2 separate regions of the Oryzias latipes genome follow, and region 2 is linked to region 1. The links are chromatin contacts, called in public Hi-C maps. All regions are on one chromosome and are shown on one strand. The core of a region is the stretch at or near the end of the contact, and the rest is flanking DNA. Distances in the headings are between cores, read along the strand shown. Region 1 holds the start of prickle2 (prickle-like protein 2). Region 2 holds the start of synpr (synaptoporin).

Region 1 (6,549 bases), core at 3,947-6,446:
AAACTACCAAGAAAGGAGGCTTATCATCACCAAGTCGATACACAGAGCATCACGATAAATCAAGTCGACGTCTATTGTCTGCCACTGACCAGTGATAGCTTTTTTTCTCCAACCTCCTCTCCTCCTTTCTCCTGCAACAGCGTGAACCCATTCATACGCCTCGGCATCCTGACAGTTTTATTTGTGGGGAGGTCTTGTTAACACAGTGAATAGTGAGGCCACCCTGTGTTATGTAGATTAAACTAGGTTACCGAGGGGACAGACGTCAGCGAGTCATTCAAGACTAAGTTAAACCTCCACCCTCGTTCAGACACTGTTAGCATCTTTTCTACAGCTCTGCTTTGCTCTTTTTTCTGTTTCCATCCAGCTGAAGTAGCAGAAGGCTGCACAGAAGGACACGCATTTTTATAGCTTTGGTCAACATCTTAAAGAAAAATAAACTTTCTTACTCCATTTTTTCTTAATCTTGAGATGAAAAACTGGAACCTGTAAGATTTGAGTGCCCTCGTAGTCTTGAAATCATATGTAACTGTCAGGGCATACATCAGTTGAAGCCCAATCAAGAAAAGTCATGTGATCTCACTGATCAGGTATCCCTGTGTTACACTTAGCCTGCATGTTAAAAAGGCTGGTAATGAGGCTCATTAGCACACAGGGGATCAATAAAGCTAAAGGCAAACATTAATAATTCAGTAACAGTGTGTTGTAATGAGAGAATCTCTTTGTGTTGCTATTCAGCAGCTAACTTACTGAGTTACGCATGCACTCCAACAGACTAATTGGATAAAATAATCCTTTTTTTTAATTATTATTATTGTACGTTTTAGATCAGTAAAAGAAACAAACAGCTCCCTCCACCCTTCCAAGGAGCCACAGAGGCTCCAATGTCCTGGATCTTCTCTAGGACTTTTAACATTTGGACTGTTTGGTTTAGTGTTCACACAGAGAAGCTCAAGAACAAATTCTTCGGGGTTATGTTTTGGTAGCCCAGGGTGATCTTAAATACACAACGACACACTGGCTCCTCTTTACACCATGAATGGGAAATGCCTCAACACACTTGGCCAGCTTACAAGAGAAGACTGGTCTGTAGTGCAGGCTGGTTCTCAACACGTGAGGGCTCTTACATATGCAGCATATAAGAGGAGCAGATAAGGTAGACGGACAAAGTCTGCAACAAAAATTCACTTATTTTATGTAAACCTGAATATGAACATTTCAGAGCTAGAGTCTGCTTGCTTTCTATCAGAATAAACAAATATTTCTTAGAAAAAACTAACTAACTTTTGTCTTTACTCAAAAAAGCACAATGTAAACTACTGGCTGTGACAGCACAGTGACTCGTCACATGCAACCTAATATGAAACTGAAACCTGATAGAAAAACCTTCAAACTGCTAGCAGACGAAGGTGACATTATGACCTCACCATTTATTCAACATGTTTAACTTAACAGGAAGTTTATAAAACAATGTTGGTTGTTTTAAAAATGTTTCATATCATTGAATGTTGTAGGTTCCAACCCTGAAAATCTCTTTACATTAAAGAAAAAATAGAAAATTCAGATTTTTTTTAATTTAGATTTTTTTAAACCCTTTGATGAAATCCACACAAAAAATTGCATCATCATTTTTATTAGATATAGATAGTATCAGTTATGATCTGTTATTGAACTGTGATTTGGTAAGTTTTTGCTCACATTAGTTTAAGATGCAAAAATATTGACATGAGTGTCAAGAAAAAAGTAACTTATTTACCCACTGTCTCAAATTTGATCCACACTTTTTGTAACATGGTGTAACTGTATTATAAAAACATAATTATCAACAGTGTTTGCATTATTTTAATACAGCAAGTGGTTATTGAAAAAATAAATAACAATAAGTGAATTATTCTAACCATAAATTTCTTAAAATTAGGTCTCAGAAATGTGTGTGTCAAAATAATAGAACTACCTGGAAAACAGTGAGGTCTGTTTTCAAGTTGTATTATCCATAAAGTAGTCATTGCAGTGCTCTCCAGCTTTGGTCCCCTGTATGTTATAAAACAAAGAGCAGTGGTTGTCACACCATATTAGTCTACTGGAAACAAAACCAGAAACCAAAAATTATCCAAATTACAACAGTTCTTAGTTGTTGGGAACACTAATCATCCCATTAGCAAAATGTGAACTTTACTCATATTTTCTTGTTTTGTTTTTACTAGAAAGGTTGTTGTCGATGATATTGACAAAAGTACCAGGACTGGAAGCCATAGCAACCTCAAAGCCACCAGCAGGAGCAACAATGATGAGCACACAGACAAACCTTGTTGTCTAGGATCGAGAGATAACTACCATTGTAACGTAGCAAACAGGCTCCTGATGAGATATTTTAGGTTAGTATTTAACGTATTGAACTTAAACAACTGTAGTTAGCATAAAGTCAAAACTGTCACATTTTTTATGGATGTAAATGTTTTTAATGATTTCATTGACACACACATATTAAAACCGGTTTGGTTTTTGAGCAGAGGTCTGGGTTTTGAAAGCTACTGTATAAAGTTGATTTTTACACGTTGTCCATCATTCATGTTTAGTCTTTTTGAATGACAATTTTGCTATTCGGCTAAACAAATAATGCAGCAAAACTCTTTAAAAACCAACCATCCATCCTTTCCTTAACCCTCTGAAATCCTTTTGGGGTCACGGGGTCACCAGAGCCTGTCCCAGCTACTGTTAGGAGAAGGCGGGTTACACCTGGACAGGCCGCCAGCCTGTCACAGGGCCACTGTAAAGACTGTACACAACATTAAATTCTATAAACACTTGCCTCACTGTTCTAAGAGTACTTTAGATAAACCAAAACATTTTTTGACTCTTTAGTTTTGAAGAACAACAATTATTTGAGTAAAGCAATATGACAATTGTGTAAAAAGCTGTTGAGGAGTAAAGGGCGAAAATGAAATACTCTAAGAAGGTATCGGAGGAAACGCTGCAAAGCAGAATGTTTGCAAGGGAGAAGGAACCAATAAGCCACATTTCTTCTCTTTTTAAAAAATTAATAAATCCAGTTGTTTTAAAACAAACAGCAAGTTTATTTTTAAGTATCAGCCTATATCTCCATCTTTAATCCTCTCTTTCAAAAAGCCCTACTTATCTATTTAATATATGGAAATTATCAATGGGATCATTGTGTTTCCTTTATTCTAGGTATATTTTAGATTAGACATAGAGAGTGTGCAGCTGCTATTAGTTAACAACAGATAGAGACCATCTGTTATTCTGTTATGTGGCTCTGTCATCTTCTGATCGCAGCCTGCTGCATTACAAAAAAAACTTTAAGATTAGCTGATATTCTCAGAAAACAAAGCTATGCTTAAGTGAAATGCCTAATAAAACCTTTGGAGTGTTCTTTAAGGCTGACCGAGACAACAGAGTGTTTTTTTATTGCGGGACTTGGTAGACAAACATGGTTAAGGCTGCATTCCTGGGCTCACCGTTAACCCGCTAATAGTTTACCTTAGAGCAATGGCAACTGAGAGCATTTATGGGTCCAACCCCCCCCCCCCCCCCCTTCTATTGAGGATACCAGAGGGAGACAAAAAAGCCCTGCTAATCCCAGGTTGCCATGTAAACCTTCAACGGGAAGCTACAGCCCAGTTAATCATTCTTTTTTTCAAGCTATTTCAAACATTTGCTTTATCTTATGAATAAACTAAGAAAAGTGACACCTCACAGAGTTCTTCAAACTATTTAAAATTAAAACTCGAAATTTCTCTCAGACTATTTTTTTGTGTTGCAGCTACGGGAATTCTGTAACAATTTGATTTAGAAGATTTAGACTGTTATTGTCTTCACATCAATAACAGTCGGTAAACATCATGATAACTCTCTGATAAACTATTAGTCAAACTTCTATGTCCTGCAGCACATGTTTGCCTCTCTGTACTGCATTCCCTTTACAGAGTTACACACATTAGTCACACTCTTTCACACTCTAAGCCAAACCACCTGTAGCTCACAGCCAGACCTCATGTCAGACTGTGCCATCTACAGTACTGACAGATCCACATCTCAGCTGTGAGCAAGCTGCACCGGGATGCAGGCATGGAGGTTTGGATGCTGCAGGACTCGACTCCAAAGAGCTGTTACTTGAAAGAACTGAAGGTCAGAACAATGCCTCCTCTCAGTACCACGCACAGATGATTCCACTCAAAGATCCTGCAAGGCGCCTGAAAGGGTTCCTGATGAATGCCCCTTCACTTGAAGAGGAAACCCAAAGAGTTGCTTTATAGCGAGCAAATACTTTGGCACCATTTGCCACCAGCTTGGACAGCTGGACAGCTGGTGAGATGCCAGAGCAGCAAATGAGTATGTGTGGAAAGTTAGTTTAATGTTAGTAATGCTGCTGTACCTCCATCTGTGCAGGGAGAAGCCTGGACACTGATCTCTGCAGGTGATGCAGCGCTGTCCTCTCTCCAACTCCTGTGCAGGGTTCAGCTTGGAATCATAAAAAGGGATGTTGGATAAAGAAAAAGATGCAAATCAGACATAGTTGCTTAAAACTTCCAAGCTTAAGCCTTAGTTCCCTAAGTTTCCATCCCCAAAACCCCTTTCCAGCAGAGACATAGCCAAGAAACGATAGATAGATAGATAGATAGATAGATAGATAGATAGATAGATAGATAGATAGATAGATAGATAGATAGATAGATAGATAGATAGATAGATAGATAGATAGATAGATAGATAGATAGATAGATAGATAGATAGATATAGGCTGACATATATATATAGATATGAATAATGAATACAGATATAGGCTAACCAATATATATTAGCAACCAGCAAAATATCACACATAAAGGGAGAGACGTTGCGTGCATATTTTGGGTACAAACGCGCGTAAAAAAAGAGGAAACGACAACATGATCTATATATTACATAAAGAAATGAAGAGCTTTGACGCCTGCTTACCGATCTGTTGGACTCTATCTTCTTGGAGCCTCGTCTAAACATGACCAACTGAAGCTTGAAAACACGCAGCCGCGCACAGTTTGTGTGCGCCTACAAACGGCTCCAAGGAGGAAAAAGCTGAAGCCGCTGCGCGCTCGTTTCAAGAAAGACAAAAAAAAGTTCTCAGCGATTTTTTTTATTGGATATATTAACTTCTAATTTATATACATGTATTTCATGCAAAAGTGTCAAGTAGAGTCTCTGATCCGGTCCCAATGACTTCCTTCATTAATGATTAAAGCTGCGCCGCTCTGGCATGCAGCTCCACCCTGCATCCTGACAGCCAATAGAACGATGGCTCTTCCATAAAAAGAAAAGACTGACAATATCTCCTTTAGAATACTGCTTTTGACAGGAATGCACCACTTTTGCTCCATTCCACAGTATCTATACGCACAGAGCAATGTTCCTAATTTTCTTTTTGTCCCAAAACAAGATCAACAAAACAAAACAAAACATGACCCCCTGTTGGACTTCAGGTATCATTGAATATTTCCATCCAGGAATGATGATGGAGCTGACCCAGGAAACTTTATCACTCCACATTTCTGTAAATCCAAATGAATAATATCTACACCTTTGGCAAAAATATATATTGCTTTAAGTTTTAAAAAGAGAAATTAAATAAAAAGAGATTCTGTATTTTCCGGTGAAAATTCAGAATCTGATCTGCAGCTAATTTTCAGATAAACAAACCTCTTGTCTGTGACTTCTAGACCTAAAAGATCTCCATGGTGGATTTAGATTAAATCTGAAGTCATTGGTGTGGTGATGAGGATGACATGCAGAAGTGTAAATATGTGGACCAGTTAAGACCTCAGAGCTTAGATAGTTTAATCCTTGTGGGAAAGTCTTTGGGACAAATGAGTTTGAGACTGTAGCTGTAGGACAGAAGCAGATTTTCAAAGAGCAGACACCTCTAACCTGGAGGTTGCTGGGATCTTGCAGGTCCTAAAATGTAAAACCTTGGATATAAATGCTTATTCTGTTATTTTTTCTAAACCCTAAATTAAAGAAAATCTATGAATTCAGTAACAGGGCTGCATGGAGATTAGGACTCTCACAGCACAGCAAGAAGGTCCTGGCTCAAATCCTGGGGTTTCCATGTTCTCCTTAAGGATGCATGGATTTTCTCAGGGCACTCAGTTTCCTTCCACAGTTCAAAATCACGCTTCATAGGATGAATGGCGAACACAGATTGGCTGGAAGTGTGTGAATGAGAAGAATTCAATATTGTCTACAGTTTTTAAAGAGGGGTCCTTCAACAGATTGGCAGCCTGTTCAGGGTGTTTCCCACCTTCACCCCACAGTGGCTGTGTTTGCTCCAGCAACTGGATGGATGGATGGATGATATCCATGATTCCATCCAAAAACATTCCAGCTTTTGCTTTGACTGTTAGTTTTCTAACAATCCCTACATATGCTCCTTTTTTTTTTTTTTTTTTTTTTTTTACATTTTATGGAAATTTGTCCCCTTTGATGCAACTGATAGAGACAGATTTAAGGTCCAAAAACTGTAAAAAAATTGGATGTGTAAAGGTTATAGCAGAACTA
Region 2 (6,569 bases), core at 1,160-3,659, 230 kb before region 1:
AATGCACCCTCATCTTTGACCCTTCTGTTTTAGAATTCTATCATATGCTTTTAGTGAGTTTAGGCTCAACGAAAGAATGGTCCATTGAGTTGCAATTTATTTTCTTTGAGAACAAATATATTGTTTCATTTTCGATAAGAGGCTGAGGCTGTTTACAAGAAGTGCATGAGTAGACTTCAGTGTTTGCAGCAGGAGGCTCCACATGTTTTACCAGTCCGTCTACCAGCAAAGGATGCCAGCAGACTGGATAAACTCATTAAAAAGGCAGGGTCTGTTATCTTGCCAATCTGAATGAGGTGGTGTGGGACAGACTGCTGGCTACACTGCGGACGATCATTGACAATCCCTCCCATCCTCTCTACTAAGTGGTGGACAAACTGAGATGCAGCTTTAGCAGTAGACTCATTCACCCCCGCTGTGCTAAGGAACGGTACAGGAAGTCATTCCTATCATCAGCCATTAGACTCTACAAATAACTGGTAGCCATGTGTGTACATGTATACAAGAGTTTTTCTTCCCTGTAAATTTTATGGTGCTGCTACTACAACTGAATTTCCCTACGGGGATTAATAAAGTTGATCTTAATCTTAGTTATAGTTTAGATCCATCATCACTAAACCCATTTGTTAAATGAATGAATTTGAAAATGGATTTTAGTTTAAACCTAATCCAAGCATTCAATATGGTTGTTAAAGCTCCATTTTCAACAACTTGTTGTTCACTTCTTTTGTACTGTGATAAGCTGGGAAAAAAGGAACTGAAGGGGTGGAGCCAACAAATGATTACAATCCTGTGAGAGAAAAACAACACAATTTTACATATCTTTATTTTTGATTAAAATTAAACAAAAAAGTATTTATGAAAAAAGCCAAAACAAAGAGAAAAAATGTTTTCCTTCAGTTTCTATATATTGCATTTCATAACACAAATCTTAATGTTTTGTATCAAGATTATTATCACTAATCAGATTTTCCTATTTTAAAATTAGAAAGTTTTCACTGAGTGCTTGTTTTTCCACTGTTAGTTTAAAGATTTGTAATGACACCAAAAGCTATGACAGGGCACAGAAAACCTCAATATTTTGTGTTAGTTATTTCAAACTGCATCTCCGTTTTCTGACTGTGCAGTCAGATGTAATGGCAACTCTACATGAAAGTCTGTGGGCAAGCCTCAGAGCATTATCCAAAAAAGATCCTAAACCAAGGGGATGAAGTGCACATGAGAGACCTTATTTCTCATGCCCAAATCAATTTGATTTCCTGTGGTGAAAATATGGTCCAATCAGATGCAATGATTCCTTCATTCCTAGGACAGAGCCCTTAAGGCAGGAGTGGGGGTAGTGAGGTTTTAAGAAGGAGGGGGCTGGAGAAATGTAGTAAAATTAGCCAGGCTGTCAGGGCAGTTTGCAGTTGGCTTTATAGGACATGTCGCCAGTGAAGCAGACTCAGAAAACCCCTCCTAACTCATGCCTGATGTAAGACCCAGGCTTTCTTGCCTTTCACCATGGCTTGTTAGATGAAGAACTGCTGCAGCTCGTTGTGGACCTGGACACAGATGGCATTTAGACAGCCAAGGATCATCACACAAAGTGACCTGTTTGTGTGTCTCTGTAAGTGTGTGGGTATGAACTTGTGAGAGCGACCATGCATGAATGATGCTTCGGTCTGTTTCTGGTTGTTGCAGATTGTACAGTTTTAGTGAGTCATGTTTCCACTTGGAAAATAATGTGATTTTATGAAGTAGGTCTGCTGATTCTGACCAATTTCTACAACATATGCAAGGAAACAAGTGGACCACCACCAGAAGAAACCTCTTCAAAATACTGCCTTAGCAAAAATAAAGACAAGAAGTATGAAAGCGATTCAAAAATGCAGCTTCATTTTGAAAATGAAAAAGCACTTACTGTTTTGACTTTGCTTTTTATTTATGCTACAGAATCGCTTCCATAAAGAAGACTCAATATTAGACACGAAGAAAATATATTTTATTTTTATTATTTCATATTTTTGATTAACCCTGTTAGTGTTGTTGTTATTATCATCATTAAAAGCTGTGTCAAAGCAAATCAGTGAACCAGAGGTTTCCATAGCAACCTGGAACTGATTACAGGAAGCTTTTATCATGTCCTTTTGAATGTTTATCCGTGGCTTTCATAATTACGTTTTTTTTAAAAAGGGGTTTACAGTTGCATTAAAATGTCATATAAACGAACCAATCTATGCATTATCCAATAGCCATGAACAAAGCATTATTTTAATGGATCCACGATGTGGGGGGAAAAAAAGCAGAATAAAAAGCTTCTTCTGGTTTAGGCTACACAATAAATGTTTTCAAAAGTAATTAAAAAAAATAAAGCAGGCGCTAATGACTTCCCACAATTTTTCTAGATGTGAGCTCGTGCCCGTCACCATGGCAATCCATCATATCCAAGCACGCTCGTGTTTTTCCGGACGCAGTCGGCGCCAGAGGAGAAAGTGTTTACTCGCGACAGACACATCAGTCGGGTCTCCTGCCTTCGGTTTGAGCTTGTCCACATCCATTTACACGGAAAACAGAACAATAATAGTGCCTGGCTGCTGTCATGGACACCGCTAACCAGGTGAACGAAGAAAAAGAACGTCTTAAACGATTTTTTTTTTCTTACACGATGCGCTTTGAGGCTCAATTGATAAACGTGTCATTATTGGCAGCTGCTCGATTTGTTTAATTTAATGCTCCTCTTTGTCTGCTCGCAGCTCGCATCTGTGGGGACGTTTCAGGTGCTCAAGCTGCCTCTGGCATTTATCCGTGTTTTGGAATGGGTGAGTTGGAACTAAACTCGCGTGTGTTAACTTATTTATTTGTGTTTTTGTTCGCTATACATAATGATATAGATCAAATATAGGTAGTTTTTATTTTTATTTTTAACACTGAAGCGGATTTGGTTGGCATCAAACTGCTGCATTGATTTATGGTAGAAATGTGCATGTTGAGGGTTTTTTTTAACACTCTGGTATGGCACTCACATAAAAATCATAAGATTTAATGCAAGAATTGATAAATCTGTGATTTGGAAAATAATTGAATAATCTACAAAAATAAAATAGAAAAAAGTTACAAATAAGTCATTTAAAAAAATCCAATAATAATAATAATTGGGTACTTTTGACTGAATCAAAGCTTTACTTCATCTTTCTGTCTGGTGTGGGTAGCAGCCTCGTGTGTTTTTTCCATTGCAGAAAAGCCTGGAGCCAGAAAAAATAGCTGAATTTCTTTGATGTGAGTTTAGAGAAAATACTGTAGCCATGAGGGCATTCAGCTTTTGCTTAGATGGTTTGTGTTTCTCCCAGTGAATCCCATCAATTTAAAATAAAATGTAAAGAAAATCCAATGGGTGAAAACCTGAAATTCTTGGGTTTTTGTCTGAGACAAAGCAGTTAAGTGTGAAAACACACGAGAGGATTTCCAAGAAAGGTTTCCGCTTTGGAAAGTGTGTGTGCGAGTGTGTGTGCCAGAATTATTAGGATTTTTGTGGAACAGAAAACACTATCATATAGCACACTAGTGTACTTTCTTTCTGTGTATGTGTACAGTAGGGGTTGATTATGTGAGCATCGCTCCATTTTAGCCCATACGTTTTTACAGTAGTGTACATTCCTGCCACTGCTAAAGTGACCTTCTGCTGGCAGTACCTTATGTCTCACTCCACTCATCTTTTGATTTGTTGTTTCCACAGTGGTCTTTTATTTATGATTATGCCATTTTTAGCCAAAATGTAAAAAAAAAAAAAGAAATTCTGGGACATTTTTCTTCAGAGTGGCAGGAGTTCATTAGAAATTCACCTCTGAGTTGTGATCAGGACTCTAAGCGGGGAGTAAACCTGTAATCATTTCCCATCATCCCCTTTGTTAACACTGTCTCCTGCTAGCTTACAGCCCCTCCCAACCGCAACCAAACAAAGTATTTCATCGTATAGTTTTGGGTCAGATCCCAGTGCAGACGTGGAAAATTAAGACATTATGGATTTATTTGTCTGCAAGTGGATGTTTGTAATGGAGCGGAGTGGAAAGCTTGTGGCCCGCCTCTTGTAGCTTCTACAACAAGCTTTTCAAATAGCGTATAGCAGACAGCTCCTGATTCACAGCGATTTGAATAAAGAAATACTTAAAAAATTAAGACCTAATTTTCTTTTTATATGAAAAATTCCACAAGAACATGTTAAAAACAAATAGAACACAATTTTCATTGGCGTGGTTCTCTAAGAAAATGTTCCCTCCGCTTGTCTGCTTTATCTTGCTTTACAAATTAGTAAAAAAAAGTTGACCAAAATAATGTTATTGTAAACATGCAGTTAGACATACCTATTTTGTGTGTTGACAAAACTATTGTTGGCTTTTAATCTTTATTGAAATGTAACAAAGGTTTTAAGTTTTAGACTAAAGTGTTGTCTACAACATTGCAAGTTGATCTCCAGTCAGTAAATCAATTTTTAAGGCTTTGTTGAAAGATGTCTTCTTCAACCCCTTAAGGTCTGATCCTAGTTTGTGTTGTTTTCTTTTTACCTTAGTAGTACTATCAGTCATTCAGGGTGTGTTTGCTCTAGCATCACTATACCTGCAAATATCTCATTGGGCCTGACAGCCTTACAAAAACTAAAATGAGAAGGTTCAAAAGGTCAAAGTTGAAACCTGGATTTTGAAAAAGGTATCAGGGAATCCAGTAGTAATGGTGAGTCCGTGCACAGATAAAAAAGTGCTTGTGTGTATGCCTGCTCTTGGCTTGTGTGGCAAGATGTCAGCGGCTGGCATCTTCAGCTCCAAATAGCTGTAAGGTTCCCTCCTCTCCACTGTGGACCAACTCATGCAGAAGCTGTCCTTTGAGATGTGCCCAAAGTCTTCACTGTTTTTGTCATCGTGCTCGTGCGTGCGAGTTTGAGAAGCGGCGGATGGGGGGAGAGAACAGTTGCCTGAGCACATGATGTAAATGATCAAAGTGATCAAAAAGTGCCGTTTTGCAAGCAGAGTCCTTGTGACTTGAACCTGACCCTTCATCATGAGAGTAATTTACCAGTAATAGCCCTCGATTTACACAAAACTCACATAAGACCATACTTTTCAAAGATATCATTCTTAGCACCTCACTGTACACAAATTTCTCTCTTTTTTTCTTAGTCTGAGGTGTTCATGTTTTTTCTTTTTTACTGTAATAAAAGTCTGTGAAGTTTGCAGCTTTAGATGATGTTTCGACCAAAATACTGTAGGTCAAGGGCTTGAAGGGATCACAATTTAAGACACATGATTGATTTTTATTTTTCATTTTTTTATTATTAAAGATAAGCACAAATAGAGGAGGGGAGCTGGGGACCAAGGTTGGGCCAAAGAAATGGCAGAACAAACAAACAAAACATAACAAAACAAGGCCTTACTTGCTGTATCTCACCACTAAAACAATTAAAACATAAAGAAAACATAAGTCTCCCTGACTTCTCTACAAAAAAAAATCTAAAACATACAATAAGTTGCACCAATCAACTTACCTATTGTCCTTGACAAAAGTTACACTATAGCCTCGTTTCCACTGAGCGACAGTTTAGAATAGTCCATTGCTTATGGCACACTTCTATGTCACACCTACAAGCTTTTTCAAACAGTTAAGTCCCAACAACAGAAGTTACACAGCTTTCACGTTCTCTGCTCTTCACAGTAAAAAGCTCCATCTGTTGCTCATTATTGGTCAGATGCATCACTTGTTTTAGCCCCCTACCTGCCTGATCTGCAGAGGTTTAATTGCAATTTCCTCTTGACCTCATCTTATGGCCGTCTTGCTTTGACACCCATTTTCAGGCGTTTTTCTGAATACTTTCTCACGTTAAATATCTCCTGGTAACATCCAAATGTCTTTGCCGGTGCTCAGAAATATTTTGATGTGGCTCTTAAACTAATATCTCCTCTGACATGAGGTCAAATATCATTTTGTGGTTCTGACTCTCCTGCACTCCTTTGAAACTCTCTATGGCTGTCGCATATGGAGTTAATTCAGTGTCGCATAGCACACTCTAAATCCTTTTATAAAGTCTGCTGTTTGTGCTGATATCAGTTGTGCCATTGTTTTTTTGATCCTTAGAAAACAGCTTGTGTGCATGCATTTTCTGACACTTGGTTATGGATCTAACTATATTCAGCCTTTTTTTTATTACTGGCAATATATTTATATTCAGAGTTGGAAGTCAAATTAAACGCCTTATTCTTTTTTTCAGAATTGGGAAAAATGATTAATACCAAATAACTGAACATGTCTCGATAAACAAATGATACTTCGGTTTTTCTCAATTTGAATGCATAGATCTCACACACACACACACACACACACCGTATACATGTATCCATCATTCTGTCTATTTCTGTTACAATTAGAAAACCTTTTTTTAGAGGTCATGCTTTGTGTTGCTCCTTCCCAGACCTATCACTTTAATAATCTGTCACAGCGTAGGCCTTGACAGCTTGTTCTACAATGCTTTCAGTGTGAGTGCAGACAGATGCACAAACACCCAAATGGAAAATAAGTGAAAGAAAGCTGGAGAGAGACCAAGG

The links. A called contact is a pair of places that touch in the nucleus more often than the background predicts.
Region 2: a Hi-C map of embryo shows a contact between it and region 1, with 2.4 times the contacts expected there. The contact joins the promoter of synpr here to the promoter of prickle2 in region 1. A contact is called at or near these places in 3 of 5 Hi-C or Micro-C datasets (embryo, fibroblasts and gastrula embryo).

What each region holds. Positions count from the first base shown.
Region 1 is chr5:16,539,854-16,546,402 of ASM223467v1, reverse strand. prickle2 (prickle-like protein 2) reads right to left here and starts at 5,196. Exons shown (of 9, transcript XM_011475082.3): 1 at 4,957-5,196; 2 at 4,394-4,479. The coding sequence starts at 4,998.
Region 2 is chr5:16,762,254-16,768,822 of ASM223467v1, reverse strand. It overlaps synpr (synaptoporin), which reads left to right and starts at 2,409. Exons shown (of 6, transcript XM_004068858.4): 1 at 2,409-2,599; 2 at 2,736-2,801. The coding sequence starts at 2,582.